Linked DNA regions of Ovis aries: region 1 is linked to region 2. The links are chromatin contacts, called in public Hi-C maps. All regions are on one chromosome and are shown on one strand. Each heading gives the region's core, a stretch centred on a gene start, on an enhancer-like site or on the middle of the called end of the contact. The rest is flanking DNA. Distances are from core to core; before and after follow the strand shown. Region 1 holds the start of ANKS1A (ankyrin repeat and sterile alpha motif domain containing 1A). Region 2 holds the start of ILRUN (inflammation and lipid regulator with UBA-like and NBR1-like domains).

Evidence for each region. A called contact is a pair of places that touch in the nucleus more often than the background predicts.
Region 1: a Hi-C map of blood shows a contact between it and region 2, with 4 times the contacts expected there. The contact joins the promoter of ANKS1A here to the promoter of ILRUN in region 2. A contact is called at or near these places in 2 of 16 Hi-C or Micro-C datasets (blood and skin fibroblasts).

Annotation. Positions count from the first base shown.
Region 1 is chr20:9,020,226-9,024,196 of ARS-UI_Ramb_v3.0, forward strand. ANKS1A (ankyrin repeat and sterile alpha motif domain containing 1A) reads left to right here and starts at 1,909. Exons shown (of 24, transcript XM_042237563.2): 1 at 1,909-2,189. The coding sequence starts at 1,981. It overlaps TAF11 (TATA-box binding protein associated factor 11), which reads right to left and starts at 492. Exons shown (of 4, transcript XM_060403100.1): 1 at 231-492. The coding sequence starts at 401.
Region 2 is chr20:8,871,267-8,875,219 of ARS-UI_Ramb_v3.0, forward strand. It overlaps ILRUN (inflammation and lipid regulator with UBA-like and NBR1-like domains), which reads right to left and starts at 2,597. Exons shown (of 5, transcript XM_042237257.2): 1 at 2,259-2,597. The coding sequence starts at 2,416.

The DNA.
Region 1 (3,971 bases), core at 659-3,158, 150 kb after region 2:
CTTTAACGCCTAAGGGCAGTGATTAAAAATTCTGACCTAATGGTTGAGTTACTTACTGGAACTCAGACGGCTCTAAGGTTTCCTCTCCTTTCTTACCCCAACTCTGCGACTGTATATCTAAAGGGTTATGGTGAGCTCGACTGTCTTAGCTTGGGAGGGACCAAACAGGAGGCCTGTCGGGCGAGAAGTGACACAAGCTACTCCGGCCTCATCGACACATCTCTCCCTACCTCGCCTTCTTCAGCGGCGGCCTCTTTCAATTCCCCGTCTCCGTCACCGTCAGTTTCCTCCGGGATTCCGTCCATATCCGTAACCCTGGGGCCCCCAGGAGCCGCCGTCGTCTCCTCTGATTCCCCGGTCTCTCCACCTTTTTCCGTGGGCGATTCGCAGGCATTATCCATCGCGGCTAGAACCTAGGAGAGGAGAACGCGCCCCTGTCAGACTCCCGAGCTCAGGACGCCGCGCAGATCCGCGGCTCCGCAGCTTACTTCCGGTCGTCGCGCTGCGATGACATCACCAACACCGCTGCACCGAGGGGTTATTTAGACACGCGCCCAGAGGGTTGCAGGGCTTCGGTTTACTTCTTATTTGGTGGCGGTGCGGAGAGGGGAAGTTGAGGGTACGGAAATCAGTTTGTGGATTTTCTACCTTGAGAAGCCCGCATTTATAAAGGAGGGCTTTGTTGTTTAATGAAGGGCTCCTTTTTCTTTCCGTCCTTCTCAAAGCACAACCTGTTAACGCCTTCCTAATCTGCTTTCCTCAGAGGAAAGTTTGCGGACAGGAGAAAACTCCATCTGTTCGCCCTTGTGGAAAGCAGCTCCCGGGCAAACGCAGACAGGAACTCAACCTTGTACGCGTTCAGTTGGACCTCAGAGGCTTGTGTTAACATGGAATTGTCAGCATTTCTCTTTTGTTCCTCAAGCACCTAAAAACAGTCGTACAGCTTGAACTGAATTTATCCAATTTGATTACTAACTCCACAACTACTGAGCGCCTTTTTCGAGCCAGAAACAGCCCTAGTACCAGAAGCAAAACAGGCAGTTTCTGCCGAATTGCATATTTCCCAATTCACCAGTACTCGAGATCAGAGTCGGTTTTACAAATCTGACCTTTAATGTCAGTTTGGTTCACATCCGTCAAAAATAAGAGGAAACAGGGCTTCCCTGGCAGTTCAGTTGTTAGAACTCCGTTTCCATTGCAAGGGGGCGATGGTTCGATTGGGGAGCTAAGGTCCTCCATGGTGGGGCGAGGGGGAGGGCAGTAAAAAAAAAAAAAAAAAAAAAAAGAGGAAACAAATCCTAAAGGGAGGGAAGTCTTTTCTTTGAATGTTTCGCTTTAACGAGCCATTTCAAGATTGGGAACATGAAGTGGGGTTATACTCCCTTTTAAAATTCTCCTCTCTTTCCTCATGAGGTGAGGAGGCGGGCACTTTATTCACATCTTTAATCACTAGGTTCCCAAACCCATGACATATTTATGGTGGAGAGGGAATGGGCTTGCAAATGTGGGTGCGCGTTACCACACTTCTCTTTGTTTCTACACTGCCTGGATGAATTACCGTATTTCCTGTCTTCCGAGTCCCCAAAACCTCTGGAGAAGGAGCGCACTTCGCGGGGCTCGGACAGGTGGACCGCGCTCGTCACCTTCCACTTGTACAGCGGGTGACCCCACGACGCATCCCTCTTGCCCGGGAAGGCTTATCAGGGCGCAGCCGGGTCCACTCGGGGCAGACCGCAGCCACCTGCTCTGGCCCGCGCGGCCCCGCCCAGCTAGGTGGGCACGGGGGCGGGGCGCGGGGGCGCGGTGACGCGTGACGCCGGATCCCGGAAGTGACGCGCCCCTGAGGGACAAGGCGGGGGGAGGGGGGTGGTGTCCCCGGCCGGCTCGGGGGGTGCGTTGCCCGGAGACAGAAAGTTTGGGAGCCAGAACGGGTTCGGCGGCGGCCCAGGGAACGGGGTTCAGGGGGCGGCGGCCCTGGGGATGGGGAAGGAGCAGGAGCTGCTGGAGGCGGCCCGCACCGGACACCTCCCGGCCGTGGAGAAGCTGCTGTCCGGGAAGCGGCTCTCCTCAGGCTTCGGGGGCGGCGGCGGCGGCGGCGGCTCTGGAGGCGGTAGCGGCGGCGGCGGCGGCTCTGGAGGCGGCGGCGGCGGTCTTGGCTCCTCGAGCCATGCCCTGTCCAGTCTGCTCAGGTAGGTAACGCTCCGGGTCCGGGTAGCTCTTGGAGACCCCCCCTTCCCCCGCCCGTCGCCTGGGTCCCCGGAGAGATTGGGGCTCCGGAGACCCTGGCGGGCTGGGTTTGCTAGGTTTCCCGGGGAGAGGGCAGGCGGCCCGAGGGGCGAGGGGCGCCGGTGCGGGTCCGCGCGGCGTCGGGCTGTCCTCATCTCCCGTCCTTACCGGGCTGCGAAGAATAGTGGGAGTGCCCAGGTTGCAGTCTCCGCCGCATGGCATAGCCCGGGCTTCACCGTCGGGTGCCAGCTGTTGTATCTCACAAGCCACTTTAGGGGGGAAAAGATGTGTATTTTGAATCTCCCTCATCTCCTGCAGAAACTCCCACGCCTTGGAGAATCGCGCGGTTCCCCTGGAAGAAATTCTCTCGATTCCATTCTTTGGGGAACTTGGAACCTTCCACCAGGCTCTGCAGGACGTGGCTTTTGTTGTTTATATTAAAATCGTCTCTAGGTTTATCACGTTCAAAGTGTTCTTTGAGTCCCTCTTGTGCTTGAAGCTTAAATTCCAGTTCCTTGTAGTGAACCTCACTGGATTAGTCTGTTAAGTGGCAGATGCACGGTTCATCAATCAGGGGGTTTATTCATCAAAAAATAAAGCGTTAGAAGGACTTGTCTAGGACACTGAGGAGTGCTTTAAACTTTTCCGAGGTCTGTTGTTAAACACTTGAATCTGGAGCTGTAAGGATTGAGAGGAAAAGGTCGTTTTTTGTGTGGCTTGGAGGGGATTGGAGGTGCTTTGTCAGTGTGAGTAAAATGTGATGTTTCAGCAGCACTTTCATAGCCGGTTTTCTTTTCCTTCCTTGTTCTTTTGAGGTTTTTAAGAAGTGGAAGTTCACTTAGAAATGGTTTCGTTTGCTTTTGTTCCCCATTAGTTTATGTAACTTCAGTTTGAGTGAGCTTGGACCAAAGAAGCCTAAGGCTCTATTAAATTGTTAGGTATTAATCACTGAGTACAAAGCCAGGCCTATACAGGAAGATACTAAAAAGCAGTCTAAGAGAAGAATGCTCCCAGGGAGTTCTTTAGGGGAGGCAAAAATCAGTACCATTTGTGGCAATTTCTACAGCTCCCTAGGACAATGCTGTCACATAATTAGTACTCAAGGTTTGTTGAATAAATACAAGTATTAATTAGGGAATGACACATTTCTACATAAGCTGATGGTGGTACTCACTGTTAGTAGTTCAAAAAAATGAGACGTTACTTTGGGATGGGATGAGGTGGAGATGAGGAGGGGGACTTCAGCTGATGTGAGGGATGTGAGGATTTGGGTAGGTGACGCACTATGAGAGCATTCCAGGTGGGCCACCATTGTCAGGGGCACAGCGGTCTCCTTTGTGCTAGTGGGTCACTAGAAGAGCTCTCTGCCCAGAGCTTCAAGTGGTTGGGTAGGATAAAAGGAAATAATGGACAGCTGTACTAAATCCATCTTTCAGAGTGATTTAGTCTTTCTTTATTTTTCTGATTCTTGTATCAGTGCCTGACACAGGTGTTCAGTAAATGTACTTTGAATGCATAATTTGGGTTTGGAATTTTACCTGGATTACTTAGATATTTCTGCACTTCTGATGTCTGAGATGAGAGAAAGGCCATACCGATTTGGAGGTGCCTGTCTCTTATGCATTGAAGGCTACAGCATTTGTGTGCCAGAGATACCTTATTCTCTAGTATATCCTCCTGAAGTGAGAAACTTTCACGTATCTCCTGCCTTCAAGCACAGGTCAGGTTACTCTTAGCTCTCTCAC
Region 2 (3,953 bases), core at 1,347-3,846:
TTATAATCAAAGAAAATAAATAACATATGACTTTCACAGTCAAAAAAATAGGTAATGTACTTACAGCTGAGTTATCACTTAATAGTCTGAATTCTTAAGCAGCTACTGACTTCTAACTGCTTTAGAACCAGAATACATTTTTAATGGCTCACTCCTTCGCTCAGAAATGTATCACACCTTGTTTTACACAGAGATAACATCTTCTCAGAACACATGCTACTCTGTCACTAAGCTTAATAAGTTTTAGATAAAATTCAAATAAAAATTTTATAATGCAACCATAATTTTTTTTCTTCATCCACACTGAGCCTCACCTTTCACAACACTTAAAAACAATCTTAGACATTAAACACATATACCTCAAGCATATAAAATTCATTACATTGTTTTTGTAGCCATAATAATTGGACTAATAAATACTGACTCTAAAAAACTAAAAACTTATTAGGGTGGGATTTAAATGGCACAACTCACAAGAGGGTAGGGAGAAATAATGATTTCTACCAAACTGGCAGCAACAATATGCCAAGTTTCCTATGCTGAACTAGTGTAAACAGGAAGAAAAGGACCTGGGGGTGGGAAGCAGGCAGGCAAGGGCACAACCCTCCTCAAGACATAGCTTTACTTCCAAATTTCACCAGGGTACTACCTCTGTTCAGTGTTTTCAATAGCCCCTGCCACTCTCTATGAAACACACAGGCTGGTGCTCAGAAAACGACTGGAAGCTGTAGTCCCTGTTGGACATAAAAGTCCAACAGGGGATCAGAAATACTTCTAAACATCTAGGCAGTCAACCCCACTGTTACTATATCAACTTTAAAGATGAAACAACAGGAACCACCAATGAACCACAAAAATATTCACACATCACCTTTGGAGCCACCACAGCTACAAAACTCATTTATAAGATAAGCACCACTCAGGATAGGGTTGGATGAGAAAGGGGATAAAGACAAAGCTTACAGACTCTTTTTCTGGCATTGCTTGAGGCATCAAGTAGACACGGAATAAAGGGGAGCCTGGCTCTGTAAGTCATGCCAAAAGAAACAAGATTCCACATGCCAGGGGACTGAGTGCCCAACACAGAGAGCAAAGGGCAATCATCTCATGGCTTTCTGACCAAAGAAAGATGAGCTGCTTCACCTGAAATTCTTTCAAAGGAAGTCTAATGGTCTCCACTTCATCACTCACCTTGAGTGAACTCGACAAGCCCTCCTCAGAGAACAAGGGGAAACTTGGCTACCAGAAATAGCAAGTGCTCCACCCAAAACCAAGAAACACCCCTGTAGTCGAAGTTATCACGGCCCTCTACCCCAAATCAGTCTTCTACAAGAAGACTCCAAGCCAAAAAGTCAAGTTCTCCATTTTCCCAAACGGCTAACAACCCAGCATTTTTTTTTTTTTTTTTCCCCGTAAGTGCCTCTGAGATAAGCCCCTCTCCCTTCCCGTACTCTGGAGCCCAGAGCTCCAATCCCGTCAGAAAAGTTCCCTCCCGCAGGACAACCTCCTCTCCTTCACTTTTATTCACGTTTTCCCCGGGTCTAGCACGCCCGGTCCTCCATTAGTAGATCCCACCCCTTCCCGGGCACAGCTCTTCGGAAAGTCCTCTTTCTTATCCTACTCACTTGTCCTTCCCTGTAAAGTTTTCCCCTTTTTCCTGTCTGTCCTCGAATGGAGACACACACTTTAATAAGAGAGACGCACACAAATGATCTGTTCTCAGTTCTTAACTCCCAAGTCTCACCCGCGCGCCAGGTTCTGCCTGCCCACGGCACCCAATTCTCTCCCAGAGTTTCCCCTCAACCCCCGTCATCTTCAGCCTCTAACTCCATACCCCAAGCTTTTTTTCCACTCCGCAAATTCGGATTTTCCGCTTTACTTTTAGCCAACACCACGGCCCCCTTCTTCCCAGGTGGACCCCGTTCCTCGATGCTCAAGCCCTTTTCCTCCTCTTCCCACGTTCCTCGGCCGCTAACAACACTCCTCCGAACCTCAGCACCAGCCCCCCGACCTCCCTTCCGCCTCTCCTGCCCTCCGTGGCCCCACAACTCTCCTCCTATGTCCCCCTCTAGCCCTGCTTGGGCCCCTAATTCCTCCCAGGCCCCGAGGGCTCCCCACACGCCCTCCCCGCCCCTAGAGAGGGGTGTCCCTCAGAGCCCGCCCGGCCCGCCCTGCCGCCGAGCTCGGGTGTCCCTTCCCTTCCCCTCGGGGCCCCGAGGCCGCTGCCAGAGGCTGGCGCGGCGGCGGAGCCGGCTCACCAGTTGGTCATGTCCAGGAAGAAGGCGCAGCCGGCCGGGTTGAGCTGGAAGCCGAGCAACCGCTGAAACTCGGAGATGAGCACGTCCTTGTCCGTGGTGCCCAGGCAGCTGAACTTCTGCATCAGCTCGGGGTCCAGGTCCACGTCCATACCCTCCATGGCTGGGGCCGGACACTCGCTTCCCCGCCTCCTCACAACCAAGCAGCCGCCGCGCCGCCGGGCCCGGGGACCGGGAGGGGGCCCGCTGCTAGCTGGCGCCGCGAGCCCGCTCCGCTGAGGTAGGCCCCGGGCCTCTCACCGCCTCATCGGGGTAAACTCTCTCAGCCGCTCACTCGCTCTCGCGCTCCCCCCCCCCCCCCCCCCCCCGGCGCCGCCGCCTCCACCGCCGCCGCCTCTAGCTGCGCCGCCGCCTCCGCCTCCTCCCGCGCCGCGCCCACTGCGCAAGCGTCGCCTGCCTAGGCCCCGCCCCTTCCTCTCGGAGGCCCGCCCTCAGTGGCGTCACAACCCCGTGACGTCCCCCGCGTGACCTCACCACGGTGGGGCGAGGGGGCGGGCGGAAGGAAGGAGGAAGGGGAAGGCCAGGAGGCGCGAGGAGGTGACTCCCGGCCTGACCTTTTCCTCGCCCCGCCCCTACCCTGAGGAGGAGGAGTTAAAACCTCGGGCTTGAGCAGGGGGGAAAGCTAGGGGCTCTTGGGTCTACGACGGTGCGAGCATTTTGGAGATGAGGAAACTGAAGTCGGGAAAGAAACTAGAGACTAGGACGAGATCCAAGTACCAGATTGCACGCAGGACCCATTCTTCTTCGGAGCCAGGGCTTTGCCCCTCGCGCTGGAAGGGCTTGTTTGCATGTTTCTAGAGCTGCTTTCGCAGAGGGATAATGCCCTGAATAGTTGGTTGCCGGCCACACACTTGGTGGCACCGGTGATGTTTTGTTATGCAACGGTAGTCTCCAGTCTCCGGAAAGTAAAGGAGGCCTCAATGCAAACGGCAGTCACGGGTCCATGCCAACACCGCATATAATCTTCCACCCACTCCGTCAACACCAAGCCTCTCAAAATAAAGTTTAAGTCATGAGAATGTGACCTGCCTTGTTTCGTTTTTAGAAGGCAAAGTGTTACTGTGCATATAGTACTTATAGTACCTGATCAAGGCCCCATTTCGAAACTAAAGAATAAGAAAGGAAGCATAGGGACTGCCTGGTCTACCTCCCTTCATTCCTTCTCGCACCACGTTTGCCCGACACTCTCCTACATCCCCATGGGGGAAGGACGAAAAAGAAATGATCTGTCTTTAAGTGGCTCTCTGTCTTAAGGAAAGTAAGATCCAGAAAGTTTGTACGCCTTGTCCGAAAATACAGAGCTGCAAAATTAGAAACTATCTTTCATTCCTACGTTTTCCATAACAATTTCAACAAGTAGACAGCTAGAATAAGAGACCAGCAGCATCTGGGGTGCCATGAGATTTTGGAAAGGCAAAAAGATTCTACTTCCTTCTGTCCTACTACCAAATGAGACTAACAGGTTTTAAAAACTTCTGAGGTCCCACGCCTTTGGGAAAAATCCTCATTCTGCCAGTTATCGCTAATCATGGTGCTTGTCCAGATTGGTTTGTTGTAAGGATTACAGAGTTGACAATATATGAACTCAGTACCCTGCCTGCTCCCTAAGAAGCACTCAAGAAATGGTAACTAATATTG